2 separate regions of the Columba livia genome follow, and region 1 is linked to region 2. The links are chromatin contacts, called in public Hi-C maps. All regions are on one chromosome and are shown on one strand. The core of a region is the stretch at or near the end of the contact, and the rest is flanking DNA. Distances in the headings are between cores, read along the strand shown.

The links. Hi-C and Micro-C count contacts between places; a contact is called where the count stands out from the background.
Region 1: a contact with region 2 is called in a Hi-C map of crop, with 3 times the contacts expected there. The contact joins two enhancer-like sites. A contact is called at or near these places in 2 of 2 Hi-C or Micro-C datasets (crop and liver).

What each region holds. Positions count from the first base shown.
Region 1 is chr4:2,730,453-2,733,728 of bColLiv1.pat.W.v2, forward strand. DNAAF9 (dynein axonemal assembly factor 9) reads left to right here. Exons shown (of 37, transcript XM_021292872.2): 5 at 1,776-1,872; 6 at 2,927-3,033. Among named protein-coding and RNA genes, the nearest start is that of DNAAF9, 23 kb to the left of the region's middle. Within about 2 kb of position 1,914, at least 1 of the 3 cell types and tissues checked has an H3K27ac peak away from gene starts, as active enhancers do.
Region 2 is chr4:2,579,888-2,582,974 of bColLiv1.pat.W.v2, forward strand. It overlaps ATRN (attractin), which reads right to left. Exons shown (of 29, transcript XM_065060197.1): 7 at 2,816-2,906. Among named protein-coding and RNA genes, the nearest start is that of ATRN, 62 kb to the right of the region's middle. Within about 2 kb of position 1,569, at least 1 of the 3 cell types and tissues checked has an H3K27ac peak away from gene starts, as active enhancers do.

The sequences.
Region 1 (3,276 bases), core at 664-3,163, 150 kb after region 2:
CTGGTGGTAAGTAGTAAACTGGATCGCACAGTGCTGGCTTGAAATGATGTTGAAGCAGGAAAGGTAAACCACGTGCTTTGCTATTTGTGGAAATGACTGGAAAACTTTGATTTCTGAAGTTGAAAAGACGAGGTTGACTTCGTTGCTGTTTCATGGGAATGAGCTGAGCGATGCGCTTCCAGCCACATTGCTGATCTGTAAGAATTGCCCATTTCCAAGATAACCTCGGAAAGAGAAGTAAAAATAACATTGCCGTGTCGGGCTTTAAGCGCATCCTGTTTACAGGAGGGTTGCCTGGAGTGACTTTTAAGCATATATATATATTTTTTGCAGTGATAGAAATAACTTTTCGTTGCTTTTAGGAAGAGGAAATAAAAAAAAGCTCCAGCGCTTTATGAATAATAAAAGCCACGTCATGCCTGGTTCTGCACAGCTCTAGATAAATCTGGCCAAACCCAAAGCCTCTCCTCCCTTCCTACTTACCTTTAGCTAGACCATACGAATTGAAGTGAATACCCTCGTTATCAAAAGAAAAAAACCATATTATTCAAGAATGCCTATTTCCAAAATGGCCAAATGTGATAAAATATCAAAATTTGGTGCATACTTGATAAGCTTTCTGGGTGTCAAGACTGTACCATTTATGGAACGGTCTCGGATACCTGCAATAGCACATAGTGAGCAAGCCTTTAGCACCCTGCCAAAACCCACGTTCTTATTCTAATGGCATTTTAAGTCTTGAGAAGCCAGCGGTTGTTTGAGGCTTGGCTTTGAACCCAGGCTTTGATCTGGCTTCCTGGGATGGAAGAACATGGAAGGACTTGGGCTATGTCTTAAATTCAGGCTTGTCTTCAAAGAACTTGTTCTTAAAATAAGGAACTGGAGCTTACAAGAGCGATATACAAAAGGTTCATGATTATGTAATTTACCTTGATACTAAGTTCAGAGCGGTGTATATTAAAAAAAAATAGAATCAAATAAACCACTACCGCCTACTGATCTTTCTCCAGAAAGCGACTCTTGAATTACCCAGCCTGTTGGTTTTAGGCTTGGTACTAAACTGTACCTGTTCAGGTAAGAATCAGAGGGCATTTTTAGGTTTTTGTTCTGCTTTAAAGTGGTTTTTGTGTCATTTGTCTCACCAGTCCAGTTTTATGCTTTTCCGAGCTGGAATGATGATATTTGTTCTTCAGGCGACTTCAACCCATTACGAGCGTGCAACAGCAAAACAGTGTTTGCACCGTGGTGTCTCCTCCTTTTCCTACATACATCTCTTGTTCTCATTCTGTGACCCAGGGCGTATCTTGTCAGTTGGATTTTCTGGTTTAGTGTTGTTAAACTGGTATTTTTATGTTATTTTTCCCTCAGTGACAAGTTTTATTTTGTGGCGCATTCGTTGACTCTTTCTCAAAGCGTCTTCTATTCCTTTAAAATTGTCCAGAATCTAGTAGATGATGTTGAAAGACATCAGTGAAAGCTGAAAATGAAGTGTATAGTTATGTCTTCATAGAACCTTATTAAAAACCTTGCTCCGAAGTTTGATTTTTTAAGGACAATTTCCATTGGATTGAAAATATCTCTGCCATGATATAGTTTAGAAAATATGCAGACTAAAGAGATGCTTTAGCTTCTGGAAGCCATAGGTAATATTGTAGTGGATTACATGACATTTGCTGTAGAATTAAACCTGTACAATACATATTCTCTTTTGTGCAAAACTAACGATGGAATTAGGCCTGCCCTAACCAGATTCTATTTTAAATGGCTTCTTTCAGTATGAAGATGAAGAAGCTGCAGAGGAATTCAAGATTTCCAGCTTTGTAGACATGGTTCGAGATTGCAGCCGCATTGGTATTCCGTACAGCTGCCAAGGTGGGTTTGCTCATCTTATGCAAATAGTTTTGCAGCATGCAAGTCAATGCACTTCAGGGAATGAAGGTTTCTCTGGTAAGGAATAAGGATTAATATGTCAGTAGTTTCCTTTCAGCTTCTTTTTCCTTAAGAGTTTGGTTTCTTACTGAAAAATGGAAGCCCTTAGACTCGATCTGAAGAGTGAATGCTCGAGTGTGAGAAATAATTTGCATTCAGAGGAGCGTGTCCTGCCGTGCCAGACGTTCTCTATTCACATGGGAGCTCCAGATAAATACTCCCTTCTGTAAGGAAAGAACAAACATTTCATTATGCAAGTTTCCTTTTTTAGCGCTGCAGAAACGGGGCTGCGTGGTTTCCTGTTATGATCTGCAGCCAACCCAGCAGCCTGGACAGTGTCATCTCACATTGTTCACCAGAGTGTATTTTGCAGTATCCAAAATAGCGATTAAAGTCAAGGCAATGCCGTGCACAAGCACATGGGGTTTTGGATCCATAGTACAGTAGATAAAAGGCAAAAAAAACCCCTCGAAAGTTGCTTTCTAATTTTGAACCATGTAAGTTCAAACCAAGCTATTTTGTTTTAAATTCCTATTTCTTCATTGCTTCCCTCGAGGAAAGGATGATGTGCTCTAAATGCCCGGAAAATCATTAATGGGGGAAGGATGGCGGGTCTTTGTTAGGAATTATCTAAGGAAGGTGTGTAGCTTAAGGATAATAATCACGCTTGAGATGGCTCACAGCTTCACCCATGAGGGCCAGACTGAACAGTCCTCCCCCCGGATTAAAAATCTGATTAACGTGGGGATAATGGTGACAGGATTTTACTTCAGGGCAAATATTTGAAGAAACTGGAGTAAGCAAAGCTCCCTGTTTATTATCTTGGATTTTAACGGGCACAGTTTTGCTAATAGCCTTGGAATTACATTTGGAAGGAGACATAATACCCTTTATTAAAGCAATAGCTGGACAAAAAGGAACAAAATTTGGGGTGTAGAGAAAAGAATTTCTAAAGCTATTGGTGTGAGAATGTTTCCGTGAAACGTTTCTTTTGCAGGTCATCTACAGATATTTGACATGTTCATTGTTGAAAAGTGGCCAATAGTGCAGGCTTTTGCTCTGGAAGGAATTGGAGGCGATGGCTTCTTTACGATGAAATATGAAGTGAGTAGTTACATTTCTCATTTCCTTCTGTTTCCGTTCTGAAGCAGAAATTGAATCATGGAATTATTTTGGTTGGAAAGTACCTTTTGAGATCATGCAGTGCTGATTCACTGCTCAAAAGAGCTGCTAAGTTGGATCAAGTTTTTCAGGATCTTATGAAACCGAATGTGTGAGGACGGAGACACCACAGTCTTGCCAAGAGACTCTTTGGAGCACACAGCACTCTGGTCTCGATAAACCATG
Region 2 (3,087 bases), core at 319-2,818:
AAACGGCCTCAAGTTGTACCAGGGGAGGTTGAGGTTGGATCTGGGAACAATTTCTTCCCCAAAGGGCTGTGGGGCATTGGAACAGGCTGCCCAGGGCAGTGCTGGAGTCACCATCCCTGGAGGGCTGGACAGACGGACATGAGGTTCTCAGGACATGAGGTAGAGGTAGACTTGAATGTGGTGGGTTGACAGTTGGACTCGAGGATCTTAAAGTTCTTTTCCAATCAAAATGATTCTATGATTCTAAATAATGAAGTTATTACATTCTGTCTTCTCTCAGTCTAAGTTTTTCTCCTCTCTCAAGGAGAAACTCATCTCTTAGACCACTCCCATTTGGTACAAAAGCAATCGCGACTGCCAAGGTTTGTACCCAAGCTGGTAACGTCAAAATACCTTCAACACACAATTCACCCTAAATCAGGGTATGGAGAAAAGGGGTACATGGGGCAGGACTGACCTTCAGATGACAGACATCAAAATTTAGGGGCTGGCATGCTTGCTGAGTGTCTAAGCATTCAATATAAGATATAGTGGAGCATGGAGAAGAACTCAGCTGATGAAAGGCAGGGAAGGTGGGTCTGCTTTTGGGTGAGTTGACTTGCTCTCCAGATTTCACTGCCTGTACTGACTAGGTCTGTTTCCACTAGAAATGGAGCTCAGAGGCTCCCAGACGAACCCAAAATGAGGTACCTGAAGTCTGGTGATTTAATATTTCTTATGAGGAGAGACTGAGAGAGCTGGGGCTGTTCTGCCTGGAGAAAAGAAGCTGAGAGGGGATCTCATCAATGCTGATCAATATCTCCAGGGTGGGTGTCAAGAGGATGGACCACACTCTGTACAGTGGTGCCCAGCAACAGGATGAGGGGCAACGGGCACAGACTGAAACACAGGAGGGTCCATCTGAATATGGGGAGAAACTTGTTTCCTGTGAGGTGCCAGAGCCTGGCCCAGGCTGCCCAGAGAGGTTGTGGAGTCTCCTTCTCTGAGACATTCAAACCCGCCTGGACACGACCCTGTGTGATCTGCTCTGGTGACCCTGCGTGAGCAGGTGGGTTGGACTGGATGATCTCCAGAGGTCCCTTCAACCCCAACCAGTCTGGGATTCTGTGTATTATGCAAGCAGAATCCCTCCCATAGTGTGCAAATATAAACAGCAGAAGATAGCCGGGAATAAAGGCAGTTTTGATGAAAACACCTCTGTGTCTATACACTAAAAGCTTTGTCTTCCAGATTAATGCACTGACAGAAAACAAGGACCCTTTGGAAAGAAGGGAGCCAGAATAGTTAGACAGGGTTTTATTAATCATCCTGTAAGAACTAAGTTCCAAAACTCTATCCAGTTTCCTTTGTGGAGGTGTTTAAAAGACACATAGAAGAGGTTCTTAGGAACATGGTTTAGTGACAGTGTTAGGTTAGCGGTTGCACTCGATGATCTTGAGGGTCTTTTCCAACCAAAACGATTCTGAATCAGCCACGAATCCAGTGAAGTGTGCAGTGGGGCTCCGTTTCCCTACTGACAAGGCAGCAACCTTGGAAAGGGAAATTCTCTACTACAGCTGGTGCTTCTTGGGAAATTCCTGAGAACCACTGACCGTAAACTCACTTATTTATTTGCAGAATACGCATCGAGCCCTCGCAGGTAGGAATTTCCATCCTTCCGAGGTTCTTCAAGTGTTCTGTTTGTGAACGGCACTGTGTGAGTCTTTCAAGTGTTCATAATTACGCTTGATATAAGCTTGCGCTGTGACGAGCTAATTAAAATTCCAAACCCAAAAGGTCAGTGAAGGATTAGCTCATTTCCTTCTCAGCGACTTGGCCGTTCTGCTCTGACGTGGCCTGCGCCCACAGCAAGGCATGCGGGTGAGAAACGGGGTGAGAAACAGTTAAATCCACTTGTTGTTTCAGACGCTGGAAGAACAGATTGATGAATCTACTGCAGAAGAAGAGCAGGCTCCAAAAGTCCCTAAACTCACCAGCTCTGCTTCGGTGCTTTGGACAACGGAGCTCATAAAAATATTTATGTGGTCTACAAAGGGCAATTGAGGAATCAGATGAATTCCAGCAAACTGTAGCCGTCGGGTATGTCTTGCAAGCACGGACGTGAAGAAGGAAATAATGGACTCACCGACCTCAGCCTTAAAATCTCTGAGAAAAGGGCAAAGAAGGAACACACAAGCCAAGGCGCTGCAGATTTCTGAGGATACCAGAATCCCAGAGTGTCAGGGGTTGGAAGGGACCTGGAAAGCTCATCCAGTGCAATCTCCCCATGGAGCAGGAACACCCAGATGAGGTTACACAGGAAGGTGTCCAGGCGGGTTGGAATGTCTGCGGAGAAGGAGACTCCACAACCTCCCTGGGCAGCCTGGGCCAGGCTCTGCCACCCTCACTGAGATGAAGTTTCTTCTCAAATTTAAGTGGAACCTCCTGTGTTCCAGTTTGAACCCATTACCCCTTGTCCTGTCACTGGTTGTCACCGAGAAGAGCCTGGCTCCATCCTCCTGACACTCACCCTTTATATATCTGTAAACATGAATGAGTCCCCCCTCAGTCTCCTCTTGTCCAGCTCCAGAGCCCCAGCTCCCTCAGCCTTTCCTCACACGGGAGATGCTCCACTCCCTTCAGCATCTCTGTTGCCCTACGCTGGACTACCAGTCCAAGGATTCCCTGGAGTACCAGTACACAGACTGGGCTGACCATGGAGAAGCCTTTGAATGAAAAACACTCCTAATGCAAAACCCATCTGTGGAAAGTGGTGGGTGTAGGGGCAAGAAAGAGGAAAATCAGCTGGGAAATGAGTCTGCAGCACAGAACTCACCTTATGCAATGCCAGCGAGTGACCGTATCTCATCTCTACTGAGTTGACAGTGTTCTGCAGTGGAAGCCACTCTTCAGAAATAAGATCATACCTGCATCAGAAAAATTGAATTAATTGTCAGAGAAGTCGATAATAAAGTTGAGAAAATTATTGCTTGTCCTTTCCAGGATTTGTGGGAAATTATTTAACATAAGTCCTACCAAGATTTCACCATGCACTAAGCACTTATGGATTAAAAAACCCAGTCAAGCCTGCTCTGTTATTTAATGTTC